Regions from separate parts of the Triticum aestivum genome. Here region 1 is linked to region 2. The links are chromatin contacts, called in public Hi-C maps. All regions are on one chromosome and are shown on one strand. Each heading gives the region's core, a stretch centred on a gene start, on an enhancer-like site or on the middle of the called end of the contact. The rest is flanking DNA. Distances are from core to core; before and after follow the strand shown. Region 1 has its middle 17 kb from the start of LOC123159577. Region 2 holds the start of LOC123163108 (1-aminocyclopropane-1-carboxylate oxidase 1).

The links. A called contact is a pair of places that touch in the nucleus more often than the background predicts.
Region 1: a contact with region 2 is called in a Hi-C map of leaf, with 3 times the contacts expected there. The contact joins the enhancer-like site here to the promoter of LOC123163108 in region 2. A contact is called at or near these places in 2 of 5 Hi-C or Micro-C datasets (leaf and an unstated tissue).

Annotation. Positions count from the first base shown.
Region 1 is chr7B:489,335,709-489,339,035 of IWGSC CS RefSeq v2.1, forward strand. No RefSeq gene overlaps it. Among protein-coding and RNA genes, the nearest start is that of LOC123159577, 17 kb to the left of the region's middle. Within about 2 kb of position 1,978, at least 1 of the 8 cell types and tissues checked has an H3K27ac peak or open chromatin away from gene starts, as enhancers often do. A contact at or near this core is called in leaf, where this site is marked.
Region 2 is chr7B:489,286,444-489,289,576 of IWGSC CS RefSeq v2.1, forward strand. It overlaps LOC123163108 (1-aminocyclopropane-1-carboxylate oxidase 1), which reads left to right and starts at 1,707. Exons shown (of 3, transcript XM_044580869.1): 1 at 1,707-1,839; 2 at 1,937-2,151; 3 at 2,277-2,841. The coding sequence starts at 1,738. The coding sequence ends at 2,841. LOC123163107 reads right to left here. Exons shown (of 1, transcript XM_044580868.1): 1 at 3,009-3,133.

The DNA of each region.
Region 1 (3,327 bases), core at 728-3,227, 50 kb after region 2:
CAGCATGTCGGCGATGCATTGGCGGCCTGCTTCATGATCCATCCTTGGACGCATGGCCGTCTGCGCCTTCGGTAGGAAGCAGCCAATTCAGCTAAGACGAGGACAATGAGGAGAGCAGTCTACATACAAGATACAACACAACCCACATGTGCAACTTTGTCAGAGCTCTTAAGGCCGATTTTTTTTCTGAAAATGAAGGCATACCCCCGGCCTCTGCATCATAATGATGCCGATATAACATTTGCTGATGCAAACCAGCAATTTAAGGCTTAATTGCATCGCACCTGTGCTCCGTTAATGTCTTTAGTCAAATGCACTCTTAGTTCCTTAATCTTTAGGGCTGAATTGGACGGCTGGAAGAGCGTATGGTGAGGTGGCCCTCTCCTCTCCTATGTGCGGTGTCTTGTACCTGGCTTCAAAATTCACAAGAACTACTCCCTCTATTCGGAATTACTTTTTTTTTGATAAATGACGTTTTTATTAACTCATAATGCAGCATCAAGTGGATACAAAATATAATGAGTGACACCCGGCCTCTGCATAGCTAAGATGTACACAGCCTTAACGAAGAGTCTAGCAAAATATGTATTAAAAAAAACAACAAGTTGGCAACAGTAAAGTCATATGAGTCCAAAACTATGCCAATATCGACGGGGGAGGTGGACCGATCCAGAGATTATGTTGTCACCCATGTTGGGTAAAAACCTCCCTGGCCACCCGCTCCAACCGCATACACACCGCCTTGAACAGCGATTGATACTCCGTTCGCTGTAGCGTAGACCACATACGAAGCCAGTGCGTACAACGGTAAATAACCTGCATAGAAGAAGAGGTTTTGCCATTAAAAACACAATCGTTTCTACATAGCCAAAGCGACCATAATAAGGCAGACGCTCCCACCCGTATTAGCGTACTAAAAGTATTTGGTATTTCATCGAGCCAGTGACCATATACATTGGCAACACTTGTTGGTGGATATAAATTGGACGCTATTTGGATGACTGACCATATAAAACGTGCGAACTTGCATTGAAAGAAGAGGTGTTTAATTGTCTCGTCATGAGTACAAAAACTACACTTCTTACTTCTTTGCCAGTTGCGTCGAGCGAGGTTGTCTTTTGTTAGCACAACTCCTCTCCGAAGATACCACATGAAAATCTTATTTTTTAGTGGCATCTTTGATTTCCATATTAGTTTATTATTATTCAATGGAGCCTCTGAGTGCGAGAGTGCACGGTACATAGAGTCAACTGTGTAGGACCCAGATGTAGTGAGATTCCAGCGAAACACATCCCTCCTTTGTGTCAAGTTAACCGAATCCAAACGGGATAGAAGATGTTGCCATGACGCAAGGCGGAGGCCAATCAAATCCCTCCTAAATGATACATTCGGCGGGGAGGAGCTGAGCACGTGCGCAAGAGTATCATTCTTATCGCGTACAATTCGGTACAAGGCCAGATACTGTTCCTAAAGAGTGGTGTTTTCTAGCCACCTATCCTCCCAAAAACGTATCTCAGAGCCGTCCTTTATCGCGAATGATCCAAAGCAAAATAGATGTTTCTTTACCGCCATCAGACCAGACCAAAAATGTGACTCACCAAGTTTCCAATACGCCTGGGACAACGCTTTTTGGCCTAGATACTTATTGCGCAACAGGGCTATCTAGATATATCTAAATGTATTTTAGTTCTAGATACATACATTTCCGAGACAAGTAATTTCGAACGGAGGGGTACAAAACTGTTTTGATGGATGAGGCAGACACTTCAGCAACTACTATACATTACAAGCCTCCCATACTGCTAACGGTGGCCCATCTCAGAGCTGTCAAAGAAAACCGTAGGGCCAGTGACTGGTATCTCTATCTATCAGGTCAATGATAACAAATCCATTTCAGCAGCTGAGGACCCGTCAAGGGGGATAAGACGGCTGCACAGAAGCATGCTTCCTCGTTCATAAATTCTCAATAGTTCTGTTATTCTATTCTAGTACGGTCGAATAGCACGACAAGCCGGTGTAGAGGGCAGAGCCTGTCACCTTGGCACTTATGGACTCTCTTCTTTTCTAGTGAAAACATTTAAGGGCATTCTTCTTCTCCTTATCCATTTTTGGAGGAGATGCAACCTCACACTCAAGCTTTTGATTTGTGACAGCGATGTGCAAAAGTTATTGTGATCTTATCTGTCAAATTCCGTGTTCAACTGAAACTTGGACGTCATTGCTGGGTTGCGAGCGGAGAATACCAACCCAAAACATGACGGCGGCTGCGTGACAAGATAAACGTCTGAAATATTGGAAAAGTGACAATATAATCAGTCAATGATTTATGGGTGAAAGCGATGAGGACATAGCATCATCGCAAGTCAATACGTATACGAACATGAGAAAATTACCTGAATACGTATCGGTGTAGGACGGAAGGTTGAGACGGTCTCACGGATCACCAGAGGCAGGAGGCGCCGGCCGGCTGAGGAGGAGCCAGGAAAAAATAAAGTAGTTCAAACATACTGTGGTAATTTCAGTGTAACCACAATGATAAGTTACAAGTTGTAGATGTGATAGTTTACGTAGTCCAGACATGGTATCTATTGACCTGAAACAGAAGTCGTCGAAACATATCAACATGGGTTATAATTTTGAAGATCTTGTCACGACGATTTTTTATATTAAAATATATTTCAAATAGAAGCGACGGTTTAAGCTACAAAATATCTTAAAATTTTAAAATAGAAAGAATATTTTGCTTACATGATCTGTTTTATCTTTTAATTTACATGCACATAGGATCAACAAGCTTCATGCGATTCCCTCAGGGACGTGATTAGCTAGTAAAGAAAAGAGGAATTAGTAGTGTGATTATAGAAAGGTACAAATGAAGCGTTCGGATCTGTAGCGACCTGGCGATCAGTCGGAAGTTACTCCAGTCCTTTAAATAAATATAAAGTGTGTCATTTTTTATATGCATATAAAAATATACAATGTGTATGAAAAATAGAAAATTTTCAAATATCATTAATCATATATTTGATAAATGATAGGAAGCGCAAAAAATTGTCCCTGATGTATAATATAGACACGGTTAAAAAAAAATAAAAACCAAAATATGCTGCAAACAAAACCCGAAGATAGCATACTGATAAAAGTACGTGTTCTATTTGTCGAAGGTATGGATGTATCTAAACGTATTTTAGTTTTGGATATATTCATTTTACCCATTTTTTGGACAAATATTTCGGACGGATGGAGTATAATACTAGACCGGCCTAGTAAGCTAGAGGCCGCCTGCTTTTGGGCTGGCTCGCAAGGCATAGCCAGTGGAACACAACA
Region 2 (3,133 bases), core at 457-2,956:
TCCTCCGCCTCCTCACGAAACTCTGCTCCCTCGCTTGCTGGCACGTCCTGTGGATTAGAACATCCAAAGAGAGGGTTTTGAGTTTGCACGTGGGTTTCGGTCCCAGAAAAAGCAAGGGATCCGAGGAACCTAGGCAACCAAATAAACCCTTAATTGGGATTAGGGGGTGATTTGCCTGTACTATAAATTTTAGAGGTTAATTAACTGTTTTACTGTTTGAGGCTGGATGCCGGTTTCTAAAACCCTAGAGGGTTATATCGACTTCTTTCATCAGAGCCATCACCCATCAGGGTGGAATGGACGTTGGAGGACCACACACACACCCAGTCGAACTCATTATGGCCTAAAGGGCAAAGCGCATGAGGGGCAAGCAAAAAAGTAAAGAAAAAAAGTTTCACCCTTGGAATCGGTGTAAAATTAGTGTGGTTACATTACATGTAAATATTTATATTTTTCTAAAGAAAAGACAACCAAAGGGCGTCTTATTAAGGAAAACAGTAGCTCAACTTTCAACTAGATATCGGTGACACACTAACTTTACACTCAGTTCCAAGAAATGGAATTTCGGTTAGCTGAAATGAAAACAAGTTAAGAGCCCTTCAGCAAATAAGCATGCACCAACAGAGCATCTATTGGCTTTAGTCAAGCACATGAGTCTCAACCCTTCAACAGGAATAAAAAAAAATGTAACGGTGTTCAGATATCAGATGCATCTTATATTTGAGGTGATTGATCGTCGGTCTTAAAGACACAGCAGATGCTTCGAGAAATGAAGGAACTAAAACCACGACAATAATTATGGAACGGAGGGAGTATTAGTGAGGCGAGAGGCAGAATTCAGCTAACCATTAAGGGCTGGGGATTAAACATCATCTTGTATTCCCAGAGGTGGCTCAATAGTAATCTACAGAAAACGACGAGGATTCTCTGCCGTGCGGCAGGGTACCGTTCGGCCACTGATAGGTGGGCCCATCAGGGATCAGGCCCACATGTCAGTGCCCCCAACGGCATGTGCCGTACGTCAGGGGAGCTGCTTCCACAGAAAACTGACAAGTGCAGTTTTAGAAAATTGCAAACACGATCTAGCAAATCCCTGAGAAAATCTAGGCTCACATCGGCGTACGAAACTGCAACGAATTGATCAAGGATGAATTTAAGTTATTCTGTGGTTGACTCTGCATACAGGCCTTCATGCATTGAATCAGAAAGTCAGACCAACAGTCATGATTAGTCTGACCTGAAAGATCTCCAAACTGAGATTTTACTCCTCCCTGATCTGTGCCGCGGTAACATCATCACCACGATTCAGGGCGGCGGGGCTGATCCAATGAAGGTAATTTGTAATCTAACTAAGATGGCTGCCACCACCATTCACTTTTATATGCAAGTAAAACAGGATGGGCGAATAGGCACCATGTGTAGCTCATAAGTCAACCACCATGATGATTAGTTCTGAAGGATGCTAGACAAGTTATGCAGTTATACTGGCTACATCACATGGCAATTTCGAACCACATCATGTAGTGAAATGTACCTGGACATGATTTTACATGTGCATCATGAGAAAACAAGCTTTCTTTCATTTTCAAACCACATCATGTTCTGAAATCCAGGAAAAAGTATTTCCCAGCATTCGTGTCTCGGCCATTATAAATACCTAGTTTTCTGTAGCTGTAGCAGATCAACTTGAGAAGGTTAGCCCATTTTGCTAGAAATCCATACTCAGTGTTTCAGGAAATGGAAATTCCAGTGATAAAGATGGATGAGCTACATGGCGAGAAGAGATCAGAGACACTTTCGCTTCTCCATGATGCCTGTGCACAATGGGGATTCTTTTGGGTAAGTAAGGAAATATAAGATCATTATATTGATGAAATACATTTACACTCTACCTTCTCACTGTTGTCATTTGTTATGCACCATAACTTTATGCCAGCTGGAGAATCATGGAATCAATGATGACCTCATGGACAGAACCAAGGAACTGGTGAATAAACACTATGAGCAAAACATGGAGAAGAACTTCTACAGCTCTGAGATAGCAAAAACCGTTGGTCCTGACAAAGTCACCTCAAATGTTGACTGGGAGTGCAGCTTCATGTATCATCATCAGCCAAAATCAAATATTCATGACATTCCGGAGCTGCTTCGGTGAGTTTGCAATCTAAATTATAGTAGTATATCACCATAAACCGCAGTTCAGATGCCTAGTAAATCAGGAAATTAGAGGTTGTGAAGTTTGTAAGTGTACTAATACAAACTAATCAACTGTGCAGTACTACAGTTCCTGAATATGCTGAAGAAGTAGTCAAGTTGGCCGAGCAGCTAGCAGAAGTCATGAGTGAAAATCTTGGGCTGGACAAGGATTACCTGAAGAAAGCTTTCACTAAGCCTTCCATAGGCATAAAGGTGGCAAAATACCCCAGGTGTAGTCACCCAGAAGTAGTGATGGGACTCCGTGGACACACTGATGCTGGGGGGATCATACTTCTATTTCAAGATGACTTGGTCCCAGGTTTGCAGTTCATGAAAGATGGTAGGTGGATCTCAATACCACCAACAAAAGGAAATAGAATTTTCGTAAACCTCGGAGATCAGATTGAAGTGATAAGCAATGGAATATATAAGAGCATTTGCCATCAGGTACTTCCCAATCAGAATGGGAGCCGCCTATCTATTGCGACATTCTATAACCCAGGTGCCGATGCTATAATCTTCCCAGCTCCAAATCTCACATATCCTAGCCAATACCGTTTCCAAGACTACCTTAATTTCTATTCCGCTACCAAGTTCACAGACAAGGTATCAAGGTTCCAAACTACAAAGATGGTATTCAAATGACTTGAGTCAAAAGCTACTTTATGTACCAGCTCTGAGCAAGACAAGTGGAACTCCTAAGAACTATGTATTGTGTATTTGTGTTGTCAGTCTTATTTTTCGTAGAGGAATAACTGCTCGATTTACCTGTATATTTGCTTTTCTGTAACTCAAGTGTTAAATGATAGCTGCTAAAGAATGGCTGCAGGCTATAAAAATGTTCCATTCATGCTATAGAAATATAACAAAGTCACTTTAGGCAAAATTTATCCCAGAGCTTACTAGCTTAGTAAAGTTATTTGCATTTTAAACCGGC